Regions from separate parts of the Capra hircus genome. Here region 1 is linked to region 2. A link is a contact called in public Hi-C data. All regions are on one chromosome and are shown on one strand. Each heading gives the region's core, a stretch centred on a gene start, on an enhancer-like site or on the middle of the called end of the contact. The rest is flanking DNA. Distances are from core to core; before and after follow the strand shown.

Evidence for each region. A called contact is a pair of places that touch in the nucleus more often than the background predicts.
Region 1: a Hi-C map of liver shows a contact between it and region 2, with 4 times the contacts expected there. The contact joins the promoter of DNAJC27 here to the enhancer-like site in region 2. A contact is called at or near these places in 2 of 5 Hi-C or Micro-C datasets (blood and liver).

Annotation. Positions count from the first base shown.
Region 1 is chr11:73,975,098-73,979,146 of ARS1.2, forward strand. DNAJC27 (dnaJ homolog subfamily C member 27) reads left to right here and starts at 2,451. Exons shown (of 7, transcript XM_018055557.1): 1 at 2,451-2,699. The coding sequence starts at 2,613.
Region 2 is chr11:73,857,765-73,861,924 of ARS1.2, forward strand. EFR3B (protein EFR3 homolog B) reads right to left here. Exons shown (of 23, transcript XM_018055556.1): 8 at 3,656-3,734; 9 at 2,789-2,897; 10 at 2,332-2,493; 11 at 751-862; 12 at 114-165. Among named protein-coding and RNA genes, the nearest start is that of POMC, 26 kb to the left of the region's middle. Within about 2 kb of position 2,332, at least 1 of the 5 cell types and tissues checked has an H3K27ac peak or open chromatin away from gene starts, as enhancers often do.

The sequences.
Region 1 (4,049 bases), core at 1,201-3,700, 120 kb after region 2:
AGATTTTTTTCCCCACTTACTATTCTTGAAATTCTTTCAAAATAAAGATTTCTAAAAGATGCAATACAATACTATATTTCAGGATGTATATACATATATATTAAAACAATATTTAAATGCCTGGAAATTAGAAGCACCAATTCAAATAGTTGTAACGTTTCGCAGAGTGGGAAGAGGGATGTACATTTGGGGAAGAGTACATACAATATCGCAGATGTTTTATTTCCTAAGGTAAGTGGTGGATACTTCTCCAGGACACTACACAGATATACATTAATCATTCATATTTTTAAGTATGTTTGACATACTTCATAGTTTATTTTAAAGAATAAATACATAGAATCTGGACTTCCCTGGTGGTCCAGTGGATAAGAGTCTGCCTGCCAATACAGGGGACACTGGCTAGATACTTGGTCCAGAAGATTCCACATGCTGAAGGGCAACTAAGCTTGTGTGCCACAACTACTGAGCCCACGCGTTAGGGCCCTTGAACTGTAACTGCTGAGCCTGTGTGCCGCATTTACTGAAGCTGGAGCGCCTAGGGCCTGTGCTCTGCGACAAGGAAGGCCCCTGCAAAGAGGGGCCCGCACATCTAGAGACTAGCCCCTGCTCTCCACAACTAGAGAGAGCCTCCGCACAGCAATGAAGACCCAGTGCAACCAAAAATAAAAGTTAATTAATAAAAAAAATGTAGAATCTTTTGTAACAGATAAAACATAAAAAATATGAGTAAATGAAAGCATACCACTGTTGTTTATTGGGGATTACCATATACTTCATGGGCAGCCCTGACTGCCACTACACACCCATGTCATGCCAACGTTAAGGATTAAGAGGGCTGACTCCGGAGCTCAGTTTCTAATCCCCATACTATATCTTCCAGCTCCATACACAGTTGACATACTTCTCTTTGCTCTTTTTATCTTAGACTGGAAGAGAAAGCTAACTTTCTTACTTTTTCTGCTTTAAACTAATTCAACACAACTAGTAAACAATACGGCTATACATATTCAAATCTTGAAAACATCAATATGAAGAAATGATAATAAATTTTCATCTTTAGCACACTTCACTGCTCTCACGCTCAACAGTATTATACCTAATGTCTTTAATAGTTGAAGATTTGACATTTTGCAATTATACTTCCACAATATCAGTTCTATTACAGGGTCAGTATGGCAGAAACCAACGCAACATTGTAAAGCAATCTTCCTCCAATAAAAAAAAATTAAAAAAGAGGAAATAAAAGAAACAGATGTTTATTGATTTATCAAATCATACTGAGATCCACATGAAAATGGAAAATATTCATGGAGGTCTGGAAAAATCAGTATAAATCCAATTCTTTTAAGCTTTAAACTATCAAAATTCTAATCAGGACTTATATTTCATAATTGCAAAGAATTTTAGAAACTTCACCGAACTAAGTTACATTACTTGTTTACTATGGAACAATCCAAAATAAGCTTTTTTTTTCTTAATAAGCATTTAATGTTTCAAAATTAAATTTTAACATTAAAATGCTTGAAAAATCTAACAAAATAACTGTTACAAAACTTTGAGCCTTGTCACTATCTTCCTGTAATGTATTTAAAACGTTTATAGCTATGTGTGAACAGAAGCAATGCTACCTTCCCCCTCATAATTTAGTGGGAAATTGGCAGCCATTCTTTTTCAGGGCACTAAACAAACTTTTGTCAAATTCTATTCATCTTCTGTAGCTAAATATATTGACCCAAAAAGCGACAGTTGCTCCAACTGTTTTCTCTTCTAGAAGACGCTTTCCGTCTCATCGCTTGGAATGAGAAAAGTGGTTATCTCAGAATTATTATTTTCTTGTTATATTTTCAGCTAAAGGTGAGAACAAGATGGGGGTAAATGTGGATGAGTAGCAGGGTAACGAGATAAACTGAGCTCACAGCTACAGTCACACACACCTTGACAGAAGTGAAAGTGTAAAAAAGGTCTAATCTGAACGTTCCACCTGCAGGCTAGAAGTACATAATAGGGACCCCAAGGGAAACATAATATTGGAAGAGGGGGGTCAGTGGATGCGCCCATGGGTACTGAAGACTCCACAAAAAGTACACCAAAACGGACCGTGGTCTACTTGGCATATCCGCACCGATGGACCTTGAACTAATCCGTAATTTCAGCTACTTCCAGCCTGAGAATCTGCCTTGAACAGTCAATAAATTTCTACCACTCGGCTGCGAACCTAACAAATTTCTAGGTCCTGAACCCTACCCTGGGCACAAGGTCGCATGCTCCATGAAGTGTAAAACTCTGCCACCTCCCGCGAGGCCGCCTTCCTGCCTAGGGACGCTGCCGGGCCAGATCGCGCGACCCTAGGGAGCAGCCTCAGCTCTGGGGCCTGGTGATGACGTCACGCGGCCCCTTGCTAGCATCGCGAGACTCTCTTCTCCCTCCCCCAGCTCCCTACCCTCCCAACCGCCAGCGCCCGCTGCCAGGCAGCGGCGGGGATGGCGAGCCGCGGAGCCGGGGCGGTGACGAGAGCAGCGGTCCCGCCATTGGACGAGGAAGCCTGAGGGACGGGCCAGTGTGGTGAACAAGCAGAGACCGAGGCTGCTGGCCCCGAGAGAGCGAGGGCCATGGAGGCCAGCATGCCGAAGCGGAAGGAGCCTGGCAAGTCCCTGCGCATCAAAGTCATCTCCATGGGCAACGCCGAAGTGGGAAAAGTGAGTACCGCGCTGGGAGGGGCGGGACCACAGCGCGGCGGAGCGACGTGCCGATTGGCTGGGAGGGCGGCCACTCAACAGCCTGGTCGCCCGGCCTCCTCCCCGCCCCTGAGCAGGCCTGGGTCTCCGGAGGCACACGGCTCCACGGGGAAAAACTCTCCTGACCTTTTTGACCTTTGGGTTGCCCCCCTCCGACACCTAAGAAGGTGTCTCGAGTGGCCTCTAACCGTTGACTACATCCCAAAGAGAGAGGAGGCCTAGGTCCTCATGTCAGATCGTCTGCTTGGATAACATATCTGCGTTCTGGGTGACCCGTACAGGACTTTGAGGTGGAGAATAAAAGTTTAGTTACCCCAGCAGAGCATGGGAGCTAATAACTTACTGGGCTGTGTGTGAGGATGGGGATTTGTAAAATTTACTCTGTAGATGTGGAGCCCAGAATCTACATTTCATTTGTAAGAGAGCGTGACTGATGCTGAAGTGTTTCACAGGGAGGTGCAGTGGATGTCAAGGAACTTGCTCTATTTTGTTTTGTGTTTATCTCCGATAGTGTCACCACATGCATTATTGCAAAGAAGTCTTAGATCCACTGTCTTTTTCTATGGTGCGTCTACTGGCTATCAGCTCTAAGCTCTCCCGTAGTATTGGGGGTAGGGAGGGCAAGAGGTGAACGGAGGTCTTTATCCCCACGTGAATTCTAAGACCGCCTCTTCTTCATCCAAATTGTCTCTTCTTCAGGGTGAGTGGAAGCTGTTAGTTAAGAACCTTCCAAGGTCATCAAATCAGTGACTGAGACAGAATTAGAACCTGGGTCTTCACACTCCCATTGCAATGTTCTTTCCATCATTGTTTAGTCGCCAGGACTTTTGCGACCCCATGGACTGTAGCCCGCCAGGCTCCACTGTCCGTGGGATTTCCAAGGCAAGCATACTAGATTGAGTATTTCCCTCAATTTCCCTTTCCAGGGGATCTTCCTAACCCAGGGATCGAACCCGCATCTCCTGCATTGCCGGCAGATACTTTACCACTGAGCAACCGGGAAGCCCCCCTTTCCAATCATTATTTGCTGTCAAAATCAACTCCTAGTAGGATCTACATGCCCAGAGAGCTGTTAATGGGAGTGTTTATGCCAAAGACCTGCACGTAGTTGATGCTCACTAAATGTTTATTAGTGTCTTTTCTTTCCATTTATTATTTTGTACTGTTTATATATCTATGTATATGTATGTACTAACATAGCTGAAAGTCAATGATTACTGAATGTAAACTATGTGCCAGGCATTGAAAAGAAAAGACAGACCTCTAGAAGGTCATATACTAAATACTAAACTGGCTAAGTGAGCATGCTCA
Region 2 (4,160 bases), core at 1,082-3,581:
ATGTTTGTGCAGTGTGCAACCTGCACAACAGAAAGTGATAGCCTTCTCTTGGCCCCTTGGAAGGAGCTGCCTCCTGCAGAGGCAGAGCAGGAACGGGGACAGAAGAGGCTTACCTGAAGGAGGGATTTCAGCAGCATGATCTGGGTCAGTCGATTCCTGTTCTCCCTATAGATCAGAGATACAGATGATCACCAGGATGGTGGTACAGATACAGACGACCCCGCACTTGTGTGCCCAGTTCTCTCTTGTGATTATATTCTCCATGAGGCTAAACTTGTTGGGTTACCCGGGACAGTGACTTCCAGAGGAAGGACGCTGACCAGCTAGTGGTAAAGTACCAGCCTGTCAGTGCAGGAGATGTAAAGAGATGCAGGTTCAATCCCTGGGTCGGGAAGATCCCCTGGAAAAGGTCATGGCAACCCACTCCAGTATTCTTGCCTGGAGAATCTCCATGGACAGAGAAGCCTGGTGGGCTACAGTCCATGGGGTCACAAAGAGTAGCACATGACCGAAGCGACTTAGTGCACACACACCCCTCAAGGTGGGCGATTGTTACTGATGGGACAGTCAGTGGAGTTACGTAGGATCCAAAGGCCCACGAAAGGCTGTGGAGGGATTTGCGAGTAGAATGAGAAAAGACGTGTGAGGGCAGAACCAGGAAAGTTGAGGTGGAAAAGGGAGAGAGCCGAGAAACGTGGGAAGGGGAGTTGGTGGAATCTAAGAAGGGAGACGAAGGCAGGGTAGACTTACCCAGTCCTCCCCGTCTCCATGGGGTGGTGCAGGGAAGGCAGTGGAACCTTGCTCATGATGAAGAGGATCACCTCGGAGCGCTGGTAAGTAGGCAGTGTGCTGGCAAAGGAGCCTGCGGGGAAATGACAGAGGAGAGGGCTGGCTCTGGTAAGGCTGGCAGCTGCGGGGAAAGGGGCGGGGGGGCCCTGCTCAGCCTTTCAGCTGAACAAACTACTGTGAGGAGTGCCAGCTGACTCTTCCAGGCTCCTGTCCCTGACCTGTTATTCCCATGGCTGAGGTGACTCTTTCAGGCTCCTGTCCCTGACCTGTTATGCCCGTGGCTGTGGCGACTCTTCCAGGCTCCTGTCCCTGACCTGTTATGCCCGTGGCTGAGGCGACTCTTCCAGGCTCCTGTCCCTGACCTGTTATGCCCGTGGCTGTGGCGACTCTTCCAGGCTCCTGTCCCTGACCTGTTATGCCCGTGGCTGAGGCGACTCTTCCAGGCTCCTGTCCCTGACCTGTTATTCCCGTGGCTGAGGTGACTCTTCCAGGCTCCTGTCCCTGACCTGTTATTCCCGTGGCTGAGGTGACTCTTCCAGGCTCCTGTCCCTGACCTGTTATGCCCGTGGCTGTGGTGAAGGTGTGGGACCTAGAGGGGACGCTCCATTGGCACTGGAGCAGGGAGACTCTGAGCCCTTATGATCACGTGTGGACTTCAGAGTGTCCATGCGCATACTATAGCTTTCTCCCTGTCCTCTTTCCTTCCTTTTGTCTTTCTTTCTCTCCCCTCCCCTCCAATACTTTGGCCACCTGATGCGAAGAGCTGACTCATTTGGAAAGACCCTGATGCTGGGAAAGATTGAGGGCAGGAGGAGAAGAGGATGACAGAAGATGAGATGGTTGGATGGCATCACCGACTCAATGGACATGAATTTGGGTGGACTCTGGGAGTTGGTGATGAAAAGGGAGGCCTGGCCTGCTGCAGTTCATGGGGTCACAAAGAGTCAGACACAACTGAATGACTGAACTGAACTGAACCCCTCGACGTGGAAGGATCAGGCAGGCCTAATGGGGACTGAGGTGCAAGAAGAGCTCGCCTCTCTTAGCCTCTGATCTGAACTCCAGGCTGAGAAACCCAGGGAGATTGTTCTGTGATCTGACTCAGGCCTGGCCCCAGGGACGATGTGAGCTGTGAGCTGTAAGCACCGTGGGCTGACTCCACTTCTTCCAGTGTCCCTGCATTAACACCAAGTGCGAGCATGCGTGCTTAGTCGCTCAGCTGTGTCCAACTCTTTTCAACCCTGTGGACGGCAGCCTGCCAGGCTCCTCTGTCCATGGGGATTCTCCAGGCAAGAATACTGGAGTGGGTTGCCATGACCTTCTCCAGGGGATCTTCCCCAACCCAGGGATCGAACCCAGGTCTCCTGCATTGTAGGCGGATTCTTTACTAGCTGAGCTACCAGGGGAGCCCTAACGAGATGTTGAGTGGACGACAAACCTACAACGCCAGGGACTAGCATCCTTGGGGGAACGGGGACCGCCCATCTACCCCTCCTTCAGCAGGTCTGGCCGGGGGGGGGCCCCGCCCCTCCCGGGGCCCACCTATGGTCTTGATGACTGCCTCCTGGAACATGCGCTCTTCGTGTTCTTTGATGATCTTGGTGCCGAGGCTGATGGCCCCGTCGTAGCTCCCGGTCAGAGCGTAGTCGATACTGAGCCGCAGCTGCCTCAGCAGAGTGTTGAACATCTCCAGCACTGTGGGCCCTGGGCACAGTAGGGCGGAAGACCTGACATCTGGGGCTGGCACTCCTGGCTCATTGTCCCCTGCCCAGGCTTACCGGGCAAGCTCAGACCCACTTCCAGCCAGGGGCTTCCTCTGCCCACCCCCCCCGCCCCCCGCCCCCCCACCTTCCCTGGCTGATTTCTCCTCCTGAGGTTAACTGCTCCGACACCTCCCTACCCTTGCCCTTTTCTGGAAGGAGGGACAGCCCACCGTAAGGGCAGTGCTTCATCTTTGAGGGGGTTCCCAGCCCCTGTTCCGCTCAAGATCCCCCCTTACCCACAGAGCCGGTGGCAGCGATGACGGCAGCTTCCGACAGGACCTCCACGATGCCAGCCCGCACCGTGGCCGCGCTGCGGCTATTGGCATCCAGGTGGCTCAGGAGCTGCTGGATAACCAGGTGGGAGTGCTGCGGCTGGGGGGGAGGAAGACGTGCTGGTCCCCAAACAGCAACCCCCCCCACGTGGCCTCTGAGCCAGGGCAGCCCTCCAGGAGGACCCAAAGTTGTGTGGACAAAAAGTGAGGTCCCAAAGCTAGCGGGCACTAGAGGTGGAGCCCAGATACCCTGGCTCCTCTTCCTGAGTTTCTCCCCCATCCTTGGTCCAAGGAGGAGTTGAGTCAAATCCCAATGAAGACTTGGATTTCCACGTATTTCCTGGGCCCTTTCACTTCAAGTGCGTCAAAAGTCAGTTTAAAAATACTGTCTTCCTTTTCATTTCCCCCAGGTGCCAGGCCTTAAAGTAAGGGCCACAAGCACTTCAGTCCAGTGCTGCTTAAAGTGTGGCCCATGGTCTGGTGCCAATTCAAGATCTATCTGATGCCCATTTACATTGAGCTGAGGACAGAAACTGAGAGCAAGTGTTGAGTGAGCAATCTGACAAAGCCACGGCAGCCAATTATGGTCTGTGGGCTTGTATTTTGCATGAGGCTTTCACTTACTTTTTCTGGGAATTCTTTTCATGTTTTATAAAGTAGAAGTCTGTGACATATTAGAAATAAGATGGTTTAAACCAGTCCATCTCCACGACTAGGTCAGGCAGCACCAGTTCAGACGACTAGGGGCTGGCTTTCTCCAGGTGTGCACCATCCCGCTCCCAGGGGTACCCCTGGCCAAGGGGACAAGCTGAACCTGGAGAACCATCATACCTGAATTGAGTACATGATGATTTTAAAGCAACGGATGGCGAACACCTTGGGTTCCCAAAGAGAATGGTTATCCAGATGGCTGTGAGGGAAAAAACGTGGACAGTAACTATGAAATGCAAAGAAGGAGGAGAAGCTTGGTGGGAACATAACCCGTCCTGAGAGACCCAGTCCCTCTCAAAGCTTCCAGGTAAGTAGCAAGGGCTTTCAGGTCAGGTTAGAGAAGCGGAGAAGTCAAGGAACAGGGGGTGGGGCGGTGGACTCAGGAATGAAGCCGAGCGCCTTCCTTTAGCCTTGGGACTCCTCCTGCCAACTCCTCTCCCCAAAACTGTGCTTGGCCACTACGTGGTAGCTTTTGATGCCACAATGCAGAAGAACATGGGCACAGAGAAGGGACCAACTTGGCTGCAGCCCCTCAACTGTGACACCTGCTTCCCTCCTCCCGAGTCAGCAAGGAGGTGCTGGACCTGAAACAGTTCAAAGCTGGAGGCCGGGGGGTGGGGGGCGG